2 separate regions of the Gossypium hirsutum genome follow, and region 2 is linked to region 1. Evidence: chromatin contacts called from public Hi-C data. All regions are on one chromosome and are shown on one strand. Each heading gives the region's core, a stretch centred on a gene start, on an enhancer-like site or on the middle of the called end of the contact. The rest is flanking DNA. Distances are from core to core; before and after follow the strand shown.

The links. Hi-C and Micro-C count contacts between places; a contact is called where the count stands out from the background.
Region 2: a contact with region 1 is called in a Hi-C map of hypocotyl, with 2.0 times the contacts expected there. The contact joins the promoter of LOC107912814 here to the promoter of LOC107912852 in region 1. A contact is called at or near these places in 3 of 34 Hi-C or Micro-C datasets (callus, hypocotyl and leaf).

What each region holds. Positions count from the first base shown.
Region 1 is chrD08:18,590,729-18,596,680 of Gossypium_hirsutum_v2.1, reverse strand. It overlaps LOC107912852, which reads left to right and starts at 3,568. Exons shown (of 1, transcript XM_016841207.2): 1 at 3,568-5,952. The coding sequence starts at 3,794. The coding sequence ends at 5,725.
Region 2 is chrD08:18,739,715-18,745,666 of Gossypium_hirsutum_v2.1, reverse strand. It overlaps LOC107912814 (mitochondrial outer membrane protein porin 4), which reads left to right and starts at 2,254. Exons shown (of 7, transcript XM_016841157.2): 1 at 2,254-2,578; 2 at 3,097-3,169; 3 at 3,703-3,770; 4 at 5,111-5,221; 5 at 5,382-5,468; 6 at 5,884-5,952. The coding sequence starts at 3,124.

The DNA of each region.
Region 1 (5,952 bases), core at 2,319-4,818:
GTACATGTCATGAAATAGGCAATCTTGTGTTGCGACACATTTCTTCAAAGCAAAGGATGTGGAAAACCCCAGGCCGTGTTGCGACACAGGTCCCCCTGTGTTGTAACACACTGCCTCAAAGCAAAATTTTTGAAAATTTCAAGCTTGTGTCATGACATGCATAAGCACGTGATGCGACACAACACTTCGAAGCAAAAATCCTAAGAAATTAGGTGGCATGTTGTGACACAACATCGTTTTCTGTAATTTTTGGCCTATTTTAACGCGTGGCCCATTAGATTTCCTATATAAGACATATAGTTCCAGACTTAAAATACCATATTATAAACATTCTAAAAGTCATCCTCATCCTTGGAATCCGTCACACACATCCTCCATCTCCTTTGCTTCATTTCTACTCATCCAAGCTTCTATTTTGTTTCGGTATTCTTCTTCTTCTTCTTCATCTATCCATTTGTTTACTGGTCTTTTTCCTTCTCTTTTGCAAGAACAATGAATTGAACAACAACTCGAAAGCTATAAATCGCAACTGAGGTTAGGCGTTCTATTTTTGTTTGTTGTTAAGTGATTTTGTGTTCTTCTGTTATTAGTATTAAATCTAATGGCACCACGCAAAGCACATCGCACTCAAGAACCATCAACTGCACATACCACCCCTTAGTACTCTAGCCTGACAGGTTTTCATATGCTAGAAAATCATTTAGGGTTCATATAAGACACGCACGTAAATGCACTTACACCATCCCAAAGTTGTTTCAATTCGTCTATTAATGGTTGCAAGTAGATGTCAATGTCTTTACCAGGACCTTTTTCACATGGTATTATCATTGATAAAATGAGAAATGAAGCCTTCATACATGTCTATGGTTCCATGTTGTACGGGACCAACACCACCAGTCACGTACTATGTGTGGTGTTCATTGTTCGAAAAGGATTGAAACCGTCACTTGCCAATCCTAGAAGAATATTGCGAGGGTCAAAAGCGAAGTCCAAAAACTTCTCATCAAAAGCTTTCTAAGCTTTAGTATCAATGGGATGTCGAGAAGTCCATCTTTGACATGAGAATGGTCATGCCAAGCCATAAAAGCCACAGTTGTGGATGACTTGAACAATCTTTTTAGTATCGGGATCAAAGGAAAGTACTTGAGGACTTTTGCAAGCTTTTGATGCGAAGGGGTTGTTGTTGCTTCCTTAGCTAAATCTTCAGTTCCTTTAACTGCACTTGTAACCCATCTCGAGAGCCCATATTTTTTACATGATGTAGCATTTGCATCCGAACCCCAATATAATGTACAATCATTTGGACATGCATGAATCTTGATATAACCAAGATAAAACTTCTTAAGAGTTTACTTTGATTCATAATATGTTGCAGGGAGCGAAGTGTGAAAAACATCATTTAATAAAACTAGTAATTCGGTAACTGGTTTTGCTAACCACCTATTCAAGGCCTTTATATGAAAGAGTCGCAAGAGGAATGATATGGTAGAGTCTTTTTGACAATCGGGATAAAGAGGTACCTTGCAATCATCCATAAGATTGTTGGTTTCACCGATGGTTCGTCCAACATCCTCAGAAGGAAGCAAAGTGGAATCAACATCACCTCCGCCATTAACATGATCACCGTGACTAAATTCATCTCTGTCATGTACTGGCACATTTAATCCAATAACCTCCATTATCAAGTCCCTAGTTCCTAAATCAACATCAATATCATTCAAACTTCTCGTATGACTTGCCATATTGGGGGAATTTGATGAAAAAATTGACGCAGAAGTTTTGCCATGAAAAATCCATCTCTTATACCACTTCACAAAACAATATAGACGAAGATGATTATGTACAACTTTAGGGCGGAGGAGAAATCTATTATAGCACTTCTTGCATGGAAAATATATGTTCTGGTTGTTTGTGCTATTCTTGGTGGCATATTCAATGAATGAAGCTATTCCATTCATGTAAACCATGCTAAATTTGGGAGCATCAATCCAACTTTTGTCCAATGTCTACATCATAAACAATACATCGACTTAGCCATTTCAGCGAATATGTAAGGTGCATGTTCAGTATCAAACTTATTCATTATTTGCATACATACATATGAAATAATTATATCACAAAATCATTCTTGCAATGGATATTTGGGATAATATACATAAAAGCAAATAAAAAAACCCCATTAAACTTGATGTAAGTGAATTTGAAATCATATGGATGGATAAATTTTCAAGATAGTGAAGATGGACATACCATTGTCTCTACCCCAAGATCGTGAATTCGTAAGGAAGCGAAAATTAGGGAGAATGAGAGACTAACGTTGGAAGAAAGAAAGCAAGATTCAAAAGACTTACAAAGAAAGTAAGAACGGAACATTTGGGTGTTTAAGTTTTGCAAAAAAATTTAGAGACCTACGGAGATGATGATTGGCGTCTCTACAATCAACAACCTAGGAGACCCAAGAAAGTGTCTCCATAGGTAATCCAGAGAGACGCGACCTAATGTCTCCATTAGTTAGTTCCAAGGAGACACAACAGAAACATCTCCTTAAGTTAGGCCTAAGGAGACGCGCTGTGGTGCTGTCTCTTCAATGCCTACCTAAGGAGATGCTACTTATGTGCATCTACATATTGATGCGAGTCAATTTAAAAAGATGCAACCCTGATGCGTCTCAAGTCATGTGTCACCTTTAACATGTTTTGTTGTAGTGTAAAAAAATTGAAATTTATCTTTCCATCAATGATCAAACCCTTGAATTAAATGAAGAATTTATTTTGACTAGAGTTTCATCTTATTGTTTTCTTTTCCCAAAATTTTGATTATTGCTTTCTTTGTTTTTTTTTTCTAAATTCTTAATTTTAATTTTTAAAGTTTTTTTTAAACAAAACCCCATTCCTCTTTATTTTATTTGTTTTAGTTGTAGGAATAAAATTCCCATCGATTTCTATGGATTTGACTTATTGCTTCTATTAATTATTCTTTTTGAAATATATTTTATTTTCGACGGATTCGACAATTGCACATTGCTTCAAAAATTTGATAAGAGATATATGATTTATATGGCTTACCTTAAAATAAAATACTCAAAGTCTACGGTGAGTCCTTATACTACTATGTAAAGTTCATTTTTAGTCTTTCTACTAAAAATTGCTCAAAATTTATCTTTATACATTAAAAATTTATTCAAATTATGACATCATTACAAATTGTTATTAAGTTACTGATAAAATTAGTAAAATATATCATATCCAACTAATTTATTCATGACTCGACCTATAAAAAAAAAATTAAGCATCCCCTCAAAAAAACATACGTATTTTTGAACTACCATATGATTGGAAAAAAATACCTAACTTAATAAGTTTTCTCAGTCACACAATAATTAAAAAGTACATGGATTTTTTTGGAGATAGTTGAGTTTTTAGGTCATGATATATATTTGTTCAGTTTGTTAATAATTTAAGGACAAATTGTAAAATTTAAAATAAAAATTAATATACGAGGAGTGATGTTTTTAGAGGGATTGAACTTAATATAAGTATTTAGGAGAGTAAATTGGAAGAAAGCCCAACAACCTCTTGAGAGGTTTGGGCCCATCACACCCATACCACTGCAAGTTCAACATCTCCGTGAAGTCAGTCCCCTCTCCTTGTTTTCTCTGCAAACAAAACCTAATCGCAGAGATCCAAAGTAAAACTCCTCCGTGGATCCAATTTGAAGGCTGTAATTCCATAGCCCTGGTGGATCTGCCCTACCAGATCGATACATCATCCATAATTCGAAAACAAAACAAAAAATGTCGTGCTTGGCTCTCTCTCTCCAGCCAGCCAACGGATCTGACATCCTTCTCCAAACCCGAGAATGGTTCCCTCCTGCCCGTGCTCTAATTGCTCTCCACGCCTTCCGCCAGACCCGTCTTGCCTTCTCCAACAAGTCCCCTTCCTCCGTCGCTGCTACCTCCTCCTCTTCCTCCTCATCTACTGCCGAAACTAGTGCTGCCACTGAATCCATCGGCGACGACCCCCTTTCCGCCTCCAGTGGCCAACTAATCGTCGGCGTTGAAAGTAAGTATCGCGTTGTTTACCGCCTTGTAAACTCCATTTACGTCCTCGGAATCACTACTGCCGATCACGACAATTCGATCAACGTATTTGAGTGCATCAATATCGTTAACCAAGCCGTTAGTGTCATCGTGACGGCCTGCCGTGGCGTCGACGTCACCCCTGAAAAGCTCTCCCGAAAATACGCCGAGGTTTACATGGCACTCGACATCGTCCTACGTGGAGTCAGCAACATCCGTCTCGCTGCCATGCTCTCCTATATGCACGGCGACGGGATTGCCAAGATGGTCCATTCCGCACTCGACACTGAAGCCAAGATACGTGGTGCTGACACGTGGCCTGCCGTCGAACTTCACTCCACCGAACACCAATCCAACATTGAAGCCTTTTCCAATGCGAGTTTCGAATTGCCTCCGGAAACTCTAGCGGCTGGCGATCAGAAAGTTTCAACGATTGTACCTCAAAGTACAATTGAGCAAGACGAGAAAATGATTAAAGCAGAGGAATCAGAAGCAGAGAAGGATCCATTTGCTGCCAGTGAGGCCATAAATAAGCAAGAAGATTTAGTCGGAGGGTTTAAGAAGACGAAGGATGCATCAGCTACTGATTTAACATTGGCGTTGGCAGGGTTAGAGGTGACTACATTGCCCCCGGCTGAAGCAACCCAATCTACGGACATTACTGTTGAAGGGTTTGAGGGGAAGTACGGAGGAATTGAGTTTGGCAGTGAACAGGCTACTCTTGGAGAAGCTTTTGAAGGGTTTACTGATGCTTGGGGTGGAGGCTTGGATGCTTCGGAATTTTTGGAAAATAAAAAGGTTAAGAAACAGGAAGGGCTTAGTGGGCTTGAACTTTTGCAAACTGGGGATAGTGCTGCTCCAACTGCAGCTGCGGCTGGTGCTGATGGAGGGAAGTCTCTTGAGAATCTTTTGGTGAAGAGTACTGAGATGAAAGGTCCCGAAATGTATATCTTGGAGGAGATCAGTGCGGAGTTTAGGGAATCATTGCTCGCTAGAGTTGGACTAATGGGTGTGGTTTACTTGAGAACGATGCCTCCTAGAGTTTCTGGTGATAAGGATACTGAGTTTTCATTTCGTGTTGAAGGAACTAGTTCGGTTAAGAGGTTTGTTATACAGAGTTCTCGGTGTAGTAGCCTAGGAAATGGAATGTTTCATGTTAGAACTCCCCCATCTGAGGAGCCTATACCAATTTTGAAGTACAGTTTGTTACCTAGGTTGACACCATTGCCTCTGAGAGTTAGGTTGATCAAGCGTCTTAGTGGGACATTACTTTCTGTGATGATACAGTATGTTTCAAATCCGGAGTTACTAGCACCATTGACTGATGTAACTTTTGTTCTGAAATTGCCCGTTGATCCAACATTGTTAAAGGTTTCACCTAAAGCTGTGTTGAACAGATCAGAGAGAGAACTGAAGTGGCATGTGCCAGAGGTTCCACTGAAGGGTACTCCTGGCAAATTGAGGGTAAGGATGCCTTTGGATTCTGCTGACATTGATGAAGAACTAGAAGTTGTTGGTTATGTAAAATTTTCAGTGCAAGGAGCTACTTCATTGTCTGGGGTCTGTCTAAAGCCTGCTACCGAGGGTAAGACAGATTTTTATGAGGTAAATCATCGGTATCAGAGTGGGGTTTATACATGCAATTGAATTCTGATGAGATTGTTTTTTCCATACAAAATTTCTGTTCTCTTTTAATATTCCTTTCTCTTTTCAAGGAGATATGCGTTTGCTCACTTTTGTAGAATTACTGGATATTCTGTTTGTAATCTAGAACATCTTCTGTCAAAGCTTCTGTTTCTTGTTGTTGACTTGACCATTGATTTCTACTGGCGGCTTGTGAATTTAATTGTTGTATCTATTTGCACTTTGGACTC
Region 2 (5,952 bases), core at 1,005-3,504, 150 kb before region 1:
CCCCTTTTTGTAAGAGTTTGAATTCAACACACCAACTTCATTCTTGATAAGAAAAATCCAAATTTAATAGCATTTTATTCGATAATCAGGAAAAATAAGTATATTAAAAATATGAATTTATCTTGCTATCAACCACTAAAAAATGAGATGTTACAAGTGAGTACTCACAAATCCTATGGCATGCCAACTATATCCAACGGCCTCAAAAAATCACAAGGCCAAAATATCCACAATTAAACATATATTTACTTACCGTTTTCTGCACATTTTCACGGCATATTTACATCGCTAACACAACATCATCACTGTCATTTGGCATATTAAATATGCCCACAACCAACACATTCACAAGAGCTATTACAATATATATCACATGTCACATTATCACAACTTAATACTCAATTCATATCACATAATCACATATTTTGCAAATTAAACGAGGGGTATAAGAAAGATTACACTCAAAAATTTGATTAGGGGTTTAGGCTACTCCTAAGCTCCCATTTAATACTATGAATCGTGTCTACAAGCAGCAATTTCAAACACCCACCGTTCGAGCTTTCGTCTAGTCGTCGAAAGCTTAAACTAGCTTTTCCTTTCCTTTCGCCTTGCTCGTCAAAGGCTCCAACAATTTTGAATCTTCAGCAAAATAAATCATACAGTAAACACAATTAATACTTAGCCATAGACTCACCTAAAGCAACAAAACACGCAGGCCTAAGCTAGTTCCTATTGAAACTGAAATTTTCAACTAGCATAGTCGAAACGCAAAAATCTCAATTCCTACTCATTCCTTTTGCTTAAAATAGATTCCAATCATCTAATTACTTACCTAAGAATGATTCTCAACCTTCAAACCACTCTAAACTACTCAAAATCATGGTTCCAAAATTTCGACCTATAATGGTCATTTTTCATGAAAACTTAGCAAAACCTTAAAAACTTTTAACAAAACTTTAAGGAGAGTTTAGAAGCCTTCTAATCACATTAAAACAAGTTGAAAATACTTCGAAACATTGATTTCATTCAAAATCCTGAATTTCACTATTAACGTCCCAAATTTCGACATTTACACAAAACATTTGATTCAATAGATAAAAACTCGATTTAAATAGCTAGAGTTTATAAGGAAACTATTAGGAAAAAGAAACATTACCTTGATTAAAGGGAAAACAAGCGTTTGATTGAAAATTCGGAAAACCTACAAGTTGAATGACAAGGAAATTAAAGGTGTTCTTTGTGCTTTTCTTGGTTTTCAAAGGGTGTTTTAATGCTAGGAAGATGATAGAAAAGGGATTGGAGTTTTGAATATTGAAATTGAAGGATGAAGGTTTGGGGTTTTTTCTTCCTAATGAACGACACAAAAGAAAAAGATGAAGGGTGCTTTCTCTCACTATTTTTTAACCTCAAAAATAGGGTGAAAAGGGGAAAATATGGGTTGATTTTAAAACTTGGTATAATTGCTTTAAAACTACTCCTAAATTAAACTCTTTTACAAAACAACCCTCTTTTTAAATTTAAAGCCTATTTCACACTATTTTCATAAATTAGTTCAAATTTTCTAAAGTCATAGACGAAGATATTTTCGGGTTACCACATTCCGAATTTTCAAACTCATTTCGTGCCATAATTTCAAAATTACCCTCAAAACTTCTAAACCCAATTTCGATATGTGACAATTGAAGTTGTAAAGCATCCAAGGTTAATAGCTCATCTAAGCTCGGTCAAGTTTGTATTACTTTGTATGTATAGTCATAACTAATGACATGTAATTAGGTTTAGTCTTGAGACTTAATACCTATTTTTATGGTTTCGTATGTGTTGATAATTGATTTATAAGGTTTTAGATGAAGAATTTCTATGCTCAATTAGTTGATGAATATGCATGTTTACAAGTGTTACTTTATTTAATATAGTTGGAAATGTATGAGATTTAATTTCTTTGATTTCTTGTTACAATGATAAATGAAATAAAAGTTAGTATAGTTGCTTCGACAACATAATGTAATGCCATATAATCGGATCCAACGATTGAGTTGAGTGTAGTGTGTCACAATAAAACTAACTTAAGTGAATTTAAAGTTAAGTTCTTACATTTTACTACACGATTTATTAGAGTAAAATTTTAACTCTGTAACACATATGTGTACAATAGAATTTCTAGATTAATTTTACTCTTATTTCATTTAAGGAGAAAAACTTTACTCTACGACAGTAAGATTATTTAAATCTTTTCCTGGGTCAAGCTCGTCATTTGCATAACGAAATATTTTGATATATTCGCTCTTAGTCTCACAGCACGGTGACAAAAGAATCTGTCACAGGCCCATAACATGTTAACCTCACAACGCCTATCGAACCTAAAATCTCCAATCAAATCAAAGATGCATCACGCTTTTTAAGAAACTGACCTAAAACCTCACCGTCTATTGAGAGTCTGCACGCTTCGACCCTTCCGCTTTCAAAAAATTTTCAACACACAAAATTGGTTTTAACAATTAAACACAATCTAAAGCGGTGTTGGTAGCAGCCGCTGCACGGTTTCGTGGCTGATCCTCTCTTCTCTCAAATCTTTGTTGTAAGTTCATTCTTCCTTTTTGATTCTTCAAGTTATTGTTTTAGTGATTCTGGTACTCAATCTAGGTGCGAGTGTTAATTGAAATCTTATGTTCTTACGGTCTGATTTCTGTGTCTTTTATATGAGCCGTACTATCTTCGTTTCTTGGAACTTTTCGGTTTCTTGCTTGCTTGCTTTGTTTATTTTAACAGCATTTCAGCCCTGAATGTGCTTGTAAAGCTGTGTCTTGTTTTAATAATTTGGGCATTTGCTTTTTGTTGGCAAAAAGCTAAATTTACATTTGGATATGGAAGCAAATTATACTTGTGAAGAATTGAGTAGTAAAAGTTTGGATTTCATGGATAAAAATAATGCTTGGTTTTTCTAAACACGACATGTGAAATGAATTTTGAGCTAGAAATTGTTTTATCATCTTCCCATATGCATTTGCTCTATAATTTATTCACCTGCTTTTCATTTCCTCTCAAGTAGAATGTTTCCAGAGCTGAAGTAATGATGATATCTTTATGGCATTTCAGGCTGTGGTTTATTGCCCTTCTATCAAGATGGCTGGACCTGCACCATTCGTAGATCTGGGGAAAAAAGCCAAAGGTATCAGTTGCATGTGCCTTTATTTTTTCTTGTCCGGTATTGTATGTTTCGATACTGTTTGGTATGCTTGCACTTGTCATAATCTTACCAGATGTTATTTTTTTATTGGCAACTCAAACTGATTTGATGCGTAATGAAGCTGGGAAGCTGCTTATCATAAAAAAAATGGTTGGGTAGAGGAATTGAAAAGATTAATGCAGTTAGGTTTTTCAAACACTTAATAAACCAAAGAAAATGCATATATTTCTGTGATAGATAACCAAAACAATTAATTACTATTATACTAGTACACTGAGGATTAACATTTGCACCATTACCTCAGTAAGATAATAGATAGATTTTACTTTTTCTGTTAGTGATGTGATGAATTGCCTTTCTTGGTCCGAGACTGTTGGGGACTTCTCTTGCTATTTGTAACTTTTGATGACTATTAGTTAGTACTTATCGTAGCTGCTTGTTTGTCTGTCATATTAGCCTGCTGTTATTTTCTTTTAGCTTTCATAGACTAATTATTTCCAAATATGTTTATGCAGACCTCCTGACAAAAGATTACAACTTTGACCAGAAGTTTACTCTTTCAATGCTGAGCACCACGGGAATGGTAATGTTTCCCCTATAAAACTTGTTTAACCTTTTACTGAACTGCTTTATTGGTTTACTAAATTCTTGGACAGAGCTTGATTAAAGTGCTTGAAAACTTAAAATTTTGCTTTGCTAAATGTTATGGCTTGAGAATATATAGTTGGTTTGGTAAATATTAGCAGAATGATTATCTAGGTTTTCACATATGAACATTGTGCTCTTGGGATGCTTTGTTTGGCCTGATATAAATTCCTTTCTGTTAAGCAATCTTCCTTGTGTATGTCCATGTTGTGCATGTATATGTGAAGGAATCAAACACAGGAAGCCCCTAATTTCATAATTATTTCAATCTTTTCTCTGCTAGTCATTACTCTGTTGTTAAAATGGATGACATTGGTAATTAAGTTATCATGTGACTATGGGTTGCGAAAGTTTTCATTAAAATGGGTGATGACATACTTAAAATTTTGTGTGGATGTTGTAACAAAAATCACTTATGTTCTGTCCTTGCAATTTCCCCTTCTTCAATTCCTTAATCTTCTGTTTGTTTTCTTCCCATATGAGTTGAAACAGTCATGGATTCTGTTCCTTGTATTACATACTAATCTTCATTTTTCTTTTACTACTCGCAAGTGTTAAAAAAGTGGGATGGAACTGGCTGTTTATACTGTTCAACTGGGAACAAGTGGTCTGTCCAGTCTGATACATTTAACAAAAAAAAAAAGTGAGCGTTTGGTGAACTAGTTGCAAATCAGTTTAACTGGTAAAGACTGGCTAAAAAAAGGATAATATCAGGGGAAAAAAGAACTCTTTTTATTACCTTTTGTTGTTACTTTTTTTATTTGTTGAAATTTGAACCTTTAACCTTATATGATCATGTATAAAAGACCATACTGGTAAACCAGATGCATATTTTTATTTACTAATTACCTTATCTAATTATTATTTAATATCAGAATCTTACATCTTACATCTAACATTTAATAGTTAATATTTCTTTAACTGAACTATCCTGTTGAACCGGTGACTTGGGAGTGCACTAGTTTGACATCCACTCCTGTTTTCTATTCATCAGTGTTCATTTCCAGCAGATATTTTATAGACACAGGTGTGGTTTTCTGCCTCCTTACATGTAAATAGCCTAAGAGCACTGGATATGGCAGAAAAGCCAACGTTTAAATATCTTATTCACTTTTACCTTCAGTAGATTCTAACATTGTTAAAGACAGTACTGCAGATAACTTCCCTTAAAATTGAAAAGAGCTCTTATTGATTATTTTGTTATATAAATTACTATATTGAACTGTAAATCAATTTGATTGTTACGTCATCTAATGTCATACTTAAAATGTTTTGCAGGGACTTACAGCCACAGGACTCAAGAAGGACCAAAATTTTTTTGGTGACATAAATACTGTGTATAAGAGTGGAAATACTACTGTGGATATGAAAGTTGATACCTATTCTAATGTATGAAAAATTTCTCTTTTCCATGTTTTTGTGACTTCTCCATATTTGTGATTCAGTTTAATGTATCGCATGTTTGTATTTGGAAGTTGTTAAATCTTGATTATGTAATCCCCAATAACTCTGTCCCTTTTCCTCTTCATTTTTATTTATCTTTCTGCAGGTGTCTACAAAAGTGACTGTCAATGATGTCTGGCCATGTTCCAAAGCTGCTCTAAGTTTCAGGATACCTGATCACAAGTCTGGCAAGGTCAGTGCATTAATGTTAACAGTATATATGGAAAATGAGTCTTAATTTCACATAGTAACTTAGGTATCCCACTGTGTGGTTATGTTTTACATATGTATTTGCTAGCTATGCATTTTTCATGTGGTGGGTGGGGATTGTGTTTATGCTGACTGCTGGTCATTCCAATTCTCTTCCTTACTACCTATTTTACCAAGGCTGCAGTTGATATGATCATTGTTTTATTATGGATCCTTTTTATGCATGGTACCTAGTTCTACTTTCTGAGTGCCCTTTTTATCTGGAAAAAGTTAATTTATGAAAGTAAATCGGTTTGACGGAAAATTTGCTCCAATTTCCTAGTTGATTCAAAAGAAAGATCATCGGCGGTTGCTTTTAGAAACTGGATCTCTGACTTTTTCTATGCTTCATATCTCAGTTGGATGTCCAATATCTTCATCCTCATGCTGCCATTGATTCTAGCATTGGCCTGAATCCAACTCCCCTA